Regions from separate parts of the Sus scrofa genome. Here region 1 is linked to region 2. The links are chromatin contacts, called in public Hi-C maps. All regions are on one chromosome and are shown on one strand. Each heading gives the region's core, a stretch centred on a gene start, on an enhancer-like site or on the middle of the called end of the contact. The rest is flanking DNA. Distances are from core to core; before and after follow the strand shown. Region 1 overlaps PEPD (xaa-Pro dipeptidase). Region 2 has its middle 16 kb from the start of SLC7A10.

Region 1 (2,700 bases), core at 171-2,670, 160 kb before region 2:
AGAAAAAGATAGGGAACTGAGAGCACGAAAATAGACCTCAGCCCCGTGGCCCCGCATCGCCGGGCAGGAGGGAGCTGGCCGGCTGGGTGTACACTTCCTTCTCCAGAAAGCGGATGATCTTAAAACAAAAAATACAGCGGAAGTCTTCTAGAATCTGAGCGCGAAAGCCAGGCTGGCAGAGGAACTCCAAGCATGCCCCTTCCCACTTTCTTTTTTTGAGGAGAGCAGGGAGGATTTGGTCAGGCATCTCGTCTGCCCTGGGGAAGAGGCCTGCTGGCGCTCTCCCGATGGCTCCAGCAGTTGGTGCGCTCTTGTGGGCTCCCCGGCTTTTTCAAGAGCACGATTTCTGGTTTTCTTGGAGATCTGCACGGTCCAATAGAATGTTCTGCCCCAGGTGCTGCTACAGGTCGCCCTCTGAAGTGGTGGCCCCCCAGGAATCTGTGCCCACACTCTTGGCTCTGTCCTGTCTGCTCAGGCCCTTCCTGGACGTTCTAAATCAACAAACCACAGACCATTTTCCTTTGTTGCCTCTGAGCAGCCCAAAGGGGAGTGCTCTGCTCCCCGGGTGAACCTGGGCCACGGGCCCACTCCAGGTGCCTGCCTGCACGCCGGCCCCAGAGGACACCAGCCTGCCCCAGTGGTAGTAGAGTCTGTATTTTATTTTCTTTTTCTTTTTTTTCTTTCTTTTTGGTCTTTTCTAGGGCTGCACTCATGGCATATGGAGGTTCCCAGGCTAGGGGTCTAATTGGAGCTGTAGACTCCAACCTACACCAGAGCCACAGCAACACAGGCCGAGCCGCATCTGCAACCTACACCATAGCTCATAGCAATGCTGGATCCTTAACCCACTGAGTGAGGCCAGGGATCGAACCCGCAACCTCATGGTTCCTAGTTGGACTTATTAACCACTGAGCCACGATGGGAACTCCCGCCTGCCTTTTCAAAGGGGAAACACGGAGGCCCTGAAGGCTGAGCTCCGCAGCCAGGACAGAGATGCCCATCCCTGGGCCCTGAACTGCCAACCCCCAACTCGGGACTTAGCTGGACCAGTGTTCAAAGCCTCCGTTTCCCTGTGGTTTAGGGCCAAGCTACACCCCGCCTGCCTGGCCAGCTGGAGGGAGGACTGAGTAAACACCTGCAGGCAGCTGTCAGCCCAAACACCCTGGTGCCTCTACCTCTGCAGCGTCTGGGGACTGGATGCCTGGGCGTGTCTGCCCGGGGCCGCTCACCGTTTGGTCCTCAGCTCCCACACAAGGCCTGGGCAGGTCTCCTCAAGTTGGGCTGCCCCAGGCAGGGTCTCCCCGGAGTCTGTGACCCAATCCGACATCCCCTGCCGTGCCAGGGAAGCTCTTCCCCCGCTCCTAAGAATCACCTGAGTTGTTATCTGGTGCTTTTTGCACTGTTGACATTGTTTATGGTGTTTTGCAATTGGAAAAAAGACAGCAGATTAAAAAGTGCCTGACTGGGGACTTTGGATTCCAGCAGAGCGTCCTTTCCTTTAGAAATCTTTCTGTGGAGTCGCTGGGGCTGCCATCAGCTTGCTCCCCCTTGAAGGGCGCGGAGTCGGGGTCCCCAGAGACAGGCACACGGGCAGCCTCTGGAATGTTGGTTGAGCCATTGTGTTTACTATTAGAATTAGGGTTTGGGTGAGAGGCCCTTGTCATGGGAGGCGTGGCTCTGCCCCTGGGCTCAGATTTGCCAGGATTCGTGTGGCCTCAGACTGCACTACACGGACGGAGCCAGGCACGGAGGGGAGCCGGGCTCTAGCCAGTCACAGAGGGCAGTGCCCGCTGCCACCGCCTCCGCCCCATCTGGCTCTGAAACACGGCAGGGGCCCGAGCTCTGGCACTGGACTGGGGCCCCTCAGTCGGTTTTGTCACCATCAGCATCATGACTTGACTATGACCCCAAGAAGGGGACAGGGGGCTAGTGGGCCTCTGCTCTGTGCGTGCCCGGGTGGGACCGGATGAGGAGGCCACTCCGTCTCTGCACTCCACTCCTCTCATCTGGGGCCCCCATCATCAGGCCTGGACCCGGCAGCCCCTCACTTACTGTGTCTCCTCCTACCACGGAGGGAGCTCGGGCTAGGATTCTCGCTCGACTTGCCCGTGACTAGGGGCCATGAGCACACAGTCAGGTGGCAGGGGTGTGGGGGTGAGGCTCCCTGCCCCCCGTTCCCTCCCAGCCCCCCTGCAGCCAGGCCCTGTCATGGGGTGTCCGGAGGCCAGGCTCAGCTGGGCCATCCCCCTGACTCAGCAGGCCCGTGTGTCTGTCCCCGCGGCATCCAGCCTCAGCCGCTTTGCACTCCCAGCTCTGGGCTTCTTTCCTTCCACTCTCTGCTCCTGCCATTCGTGCCTCCTGCCCTGTGACCTGGGGGTACTGGGAGCCAAGAGGTCCCCAACTTGGGGGCTTGGCCGGCCAAGCAGAGCACACTGTCCCACCCCACTGGGGAGAGGGCCACTCTCCTCTGGCCAAGGGGACCCCGGAGCTGTCAGCTAGGTTTTCACTCCGACACCAGGGCCTGCAAGAGACAGGCAGTGCGGCTCAGCCCGCGTCTTCTGTCAGGTGGGTGTGTCTGTCTCAAGGTCCCCTCCAGCTCTGGTGAGCGGCCCCTCATGAGCTGCAGCTGTGCCCCACGCTGGGTGCACGGCGGCCCTGGGAGGGTCTCTCGGAGGGCCGGTGTAGAGGCCAGGTCGGGGC
Region 2 (2,700 bases), core at 163-2,662:
CTTCGAGCAGAGGGATCCACTCCTTACCAGCCACTACCAGCCCCAGATAGGACAAGCCCTTCAGCCACATCCAGGCAGGAAGGCTCCACTGGCTGCAGATGGGATGGCCCCCTAGGGCCTCTGCACATCTATCCGGTGTCCTTGGGAGAAGACTGCAACATGGCCCGAGGCCCTTTGTAGTCTGTTTCCTCCCGCCCTCTGACCTCCATCATGGCATCCCCTCCCCCCTCAGCAGAGGCCTTGGTGATTCACTCATAAGAGGTTCGGCTTGTTCCTGCGTCAGGACTTTTGCACATACTGTTCCAACTGCCCTGAATGCTCTTCCCTCTGGTATTCACATGACTGATCCTCCTCATTGCCTGTTCACAAAGCCTCCCCACTGGACCCTCCAAAACAGCCACTCCCATGGCCCTCCCAGTTCCTCCATGATTGATGTCCTGTGCCACAGAGTCCCTACCACAAAGTCTCTGTTCCATTCATTGGTGACTTTAGTATTCTGTAGCCTGCAAGCGCCCCGGGGCGGAGTACAGTCCCCTTGCTTGTGACAGGATCCCCACCGCCTGGCACACTGGTCCTCACTGAGCTTTGCCCAAGTGAGTGCATGGCAGGAGGGTGGGGACTGGGCCCCCAGAGGACCAGAGCGGGATTGTGCTGGACCTGGGATGGGACAGGGGCGGGCGGGTGCAAGTAAGACTTGAGTCAAAGGGCCTGCCTGGGAGTTCCTGTTGTGGTGCAGCTGAAACGAATTCGGCTAGGAACCATGAGGTTGTGGGTTCAATCCCTGGCCTCACTTGGTGGGTTGAGGATCCGGCAATGTCATGAGCTGTGATGTAGGTTGCAGACATGGCTCAGATCCAGTGTTGCTGTGGCTGTGGTGTAGGCTGCGGCTCAGATCCAGCTAGGGGTCAAATCCAATTGTAGCTCCAATTGGATCTCTAGCCTGGGACTTCCATAGGCTACAGGTGCAGCCCTAAAAAGCAAAAAGGGGGGGGGCCCACCTGGAGGTGCTGGTGGGAACCCCTCCCCCCTCCCCACAGCAGGGCATCCGGTCAGGGAGGGGCCAGGTGGGCCAGGAGTTGGTGCCACTGCCCCACCAGTCACTAGCTCTGTCCTCGATCTGGGTCTGTGTGGGCAGGAGGTGGGGACAGGTCAGCCTCCGTGGAGAATGTCTCCTCTTGGGCCAGGTGATGCCACCCCATGGGCTAAGCACAGCTAGAGGACGCTCAGATGCCTTGACAGACCAGGGAGTGCCCCTTGCCCGTGGAGCTCTGGCCCCTCACCCAGGGCCTTTCTTCTGTCCTGTGGGCTCTTGGTGACACCTAGTGGCCAGCATTCCTAATGCACTGTTTCCCCCATTCCCCGCACCCTCTCCCCGGGGGATGTCCCCCGCCGGCAAGGGCACCCCAGCCCTGGGTCTCGCCCACTCACATTCTCACGATCCTCATCGCCAGGCTGTACCCACATGCTCACTCTCACACCTCTCTAAGGCTTACCCCTCCCACACTCAGTCACAGAGCCACATGGAACCATGGGATGTCCCCGGGCTCTCTAGGCAAAGGGTCTCCTCCGGTGCCCCTGCAGGGCTGTCACCCCCGCCCAGGTGCACCCGCTAGCACCCTGGGGAGGGAAGCCTGGAGGGGCGGCTGCAGTGACACTCTGGGCTCCCTGCCCACCCCCTCTCTCTGGGCCACAGATGCCACTGATAAAAACGAAGCAGGGCAGTGGCCCAAGGCCAAGGTCGAGAACCAGCCAGAACCCAGGAGGTCGCCACCAGGGTGGTCGGGACCAGAAGCCCAGGAGAAAGCAGCCTATGGGTGAGGCTGCACAAACGAGGGTGGCTACCCTTGAGGACGCGGGGCAGGGGAAAGGGGCCTGGGAGCCAGGCCAGACTCAGGAGGGGGCATGTCTGCATTGGCCAAGAGCAACCTCAGCTGAGCCACGGCCAGGCTGCCTGCGTCACTGAGAGGAGCCCGGGGAACTGGGGGAAAGGCCTGGTGGGCGAGCTGCCCGGACCCTACCAACGGAGGCATGGGGCACGTGGGGCCAGCAATGCTGGGCGGGGCCTGGGGCCTGGGATCCCTGACTCCATGGATCCAGAGGGACCCTTTTCAGGCAGGCCACCAGCCTTCGGCAACAGCCGAAGGGCAAAGTCACTTTCCCTGTTTCCCAGGTCGGGGGGACTGAGGCCTGGCAGGAGTTGATGAGACAGGAGTTGCTGGCGCCTAAGTTCTAGGCTGCATGGCATCAGGGCCGTGACCTCCTGTAACCTCCCAGAGCCCAGGCACCCCTCACCTCTGCCAGCGGGGCCCCATTCACCCCCCTCTCTCAATCACCTGACCTCAAATCCCTGCACTGCCCAGAGGAGGTATCCCAGAAGCCAGGGGACAAGAGAGAGATGGCCAGGTAAGGTTGGTTGTAGCCTTGCCCAGCTCTGCCCAGAGCCCTCACCTGCTTGCCTGGTGTGAACCTGGCTCAGGGATGGGCAGCCTTGGGGGAGGCCAGCCCTGGATGCCTTTGGCCGTAGCCTGTGCCCAGTGCTCCAGGCCCCAGGGACCCTAGAGAAGTTCCAGCTCCTCAGCGGGAGATGCCAGATGGGGGGCTGGAGGCTAAGACCCCCTAAGGGATCCCCTCTGCCTCCCCATGCTTGACCTCAGCCCCAGCTCCACATGGACTGGAGCAGGCCTTCCCAGCAGACACTTT

The links. A called contact is a pair of places that touch in the nucleus more often than the background predicts.
Region 1: a contact with region 2 is called in a Hi-C map of subcutaneous adipose tissue, with 4 times the contacts expected there. The contact joins two enhancer-like sites. A contact is called at or near these places in 2 of 5 promoter capture datasets (fetal liver and liver), 30 of 47 Hi-C or Micro-C datasets (adipose tissue, alveolar macrophages, blood and 15 more) and 2 of 2 datasets of contacts at active chromatin or transcription factors (alveolar macrophages and skeletal muscle).

Annotation. Positions count from the first base shown.
Region 1 is chr6:43,189,546-43,192,245 of Sscrofa11.1, reverse strand. All of the region lies in intron 11 of PEPD (xaa-Pro dipeptidase), which reads left to right. Among named protein-coding and RNA genes, the nearest start is that of CEBPG, 26 kb to the right of the region's middle. Within about 2 kb of position 1,420, at least 14 of the 83 cell types and tissues checked have an H3K27ac peak or open chromatin away from gene starts, as enhancers often do. A contact at or near this core is called in retroperitoneal adipose tissue and subcutaneous adipose tissue, where this site is marked.
Region 2 is chr6:43,031,778-43,034,477 of Sscrofa11.1, reverse strand. No RefSeq gene overlaps it. Among named protein-coding and RNA genes, the nearest start is that of SLC7A10, 16 kb to the right of the region's middle. Within about 2 kb of position 1,412, at least 9 of the 83 cell types and tissues checked have an H3K27ac peak or open chromatin away from gene starts, as enhancers often do. A contact at or near this core is called in retroperitoneal adipose tissue and subcutaneous adipose tissue, where this site is marked.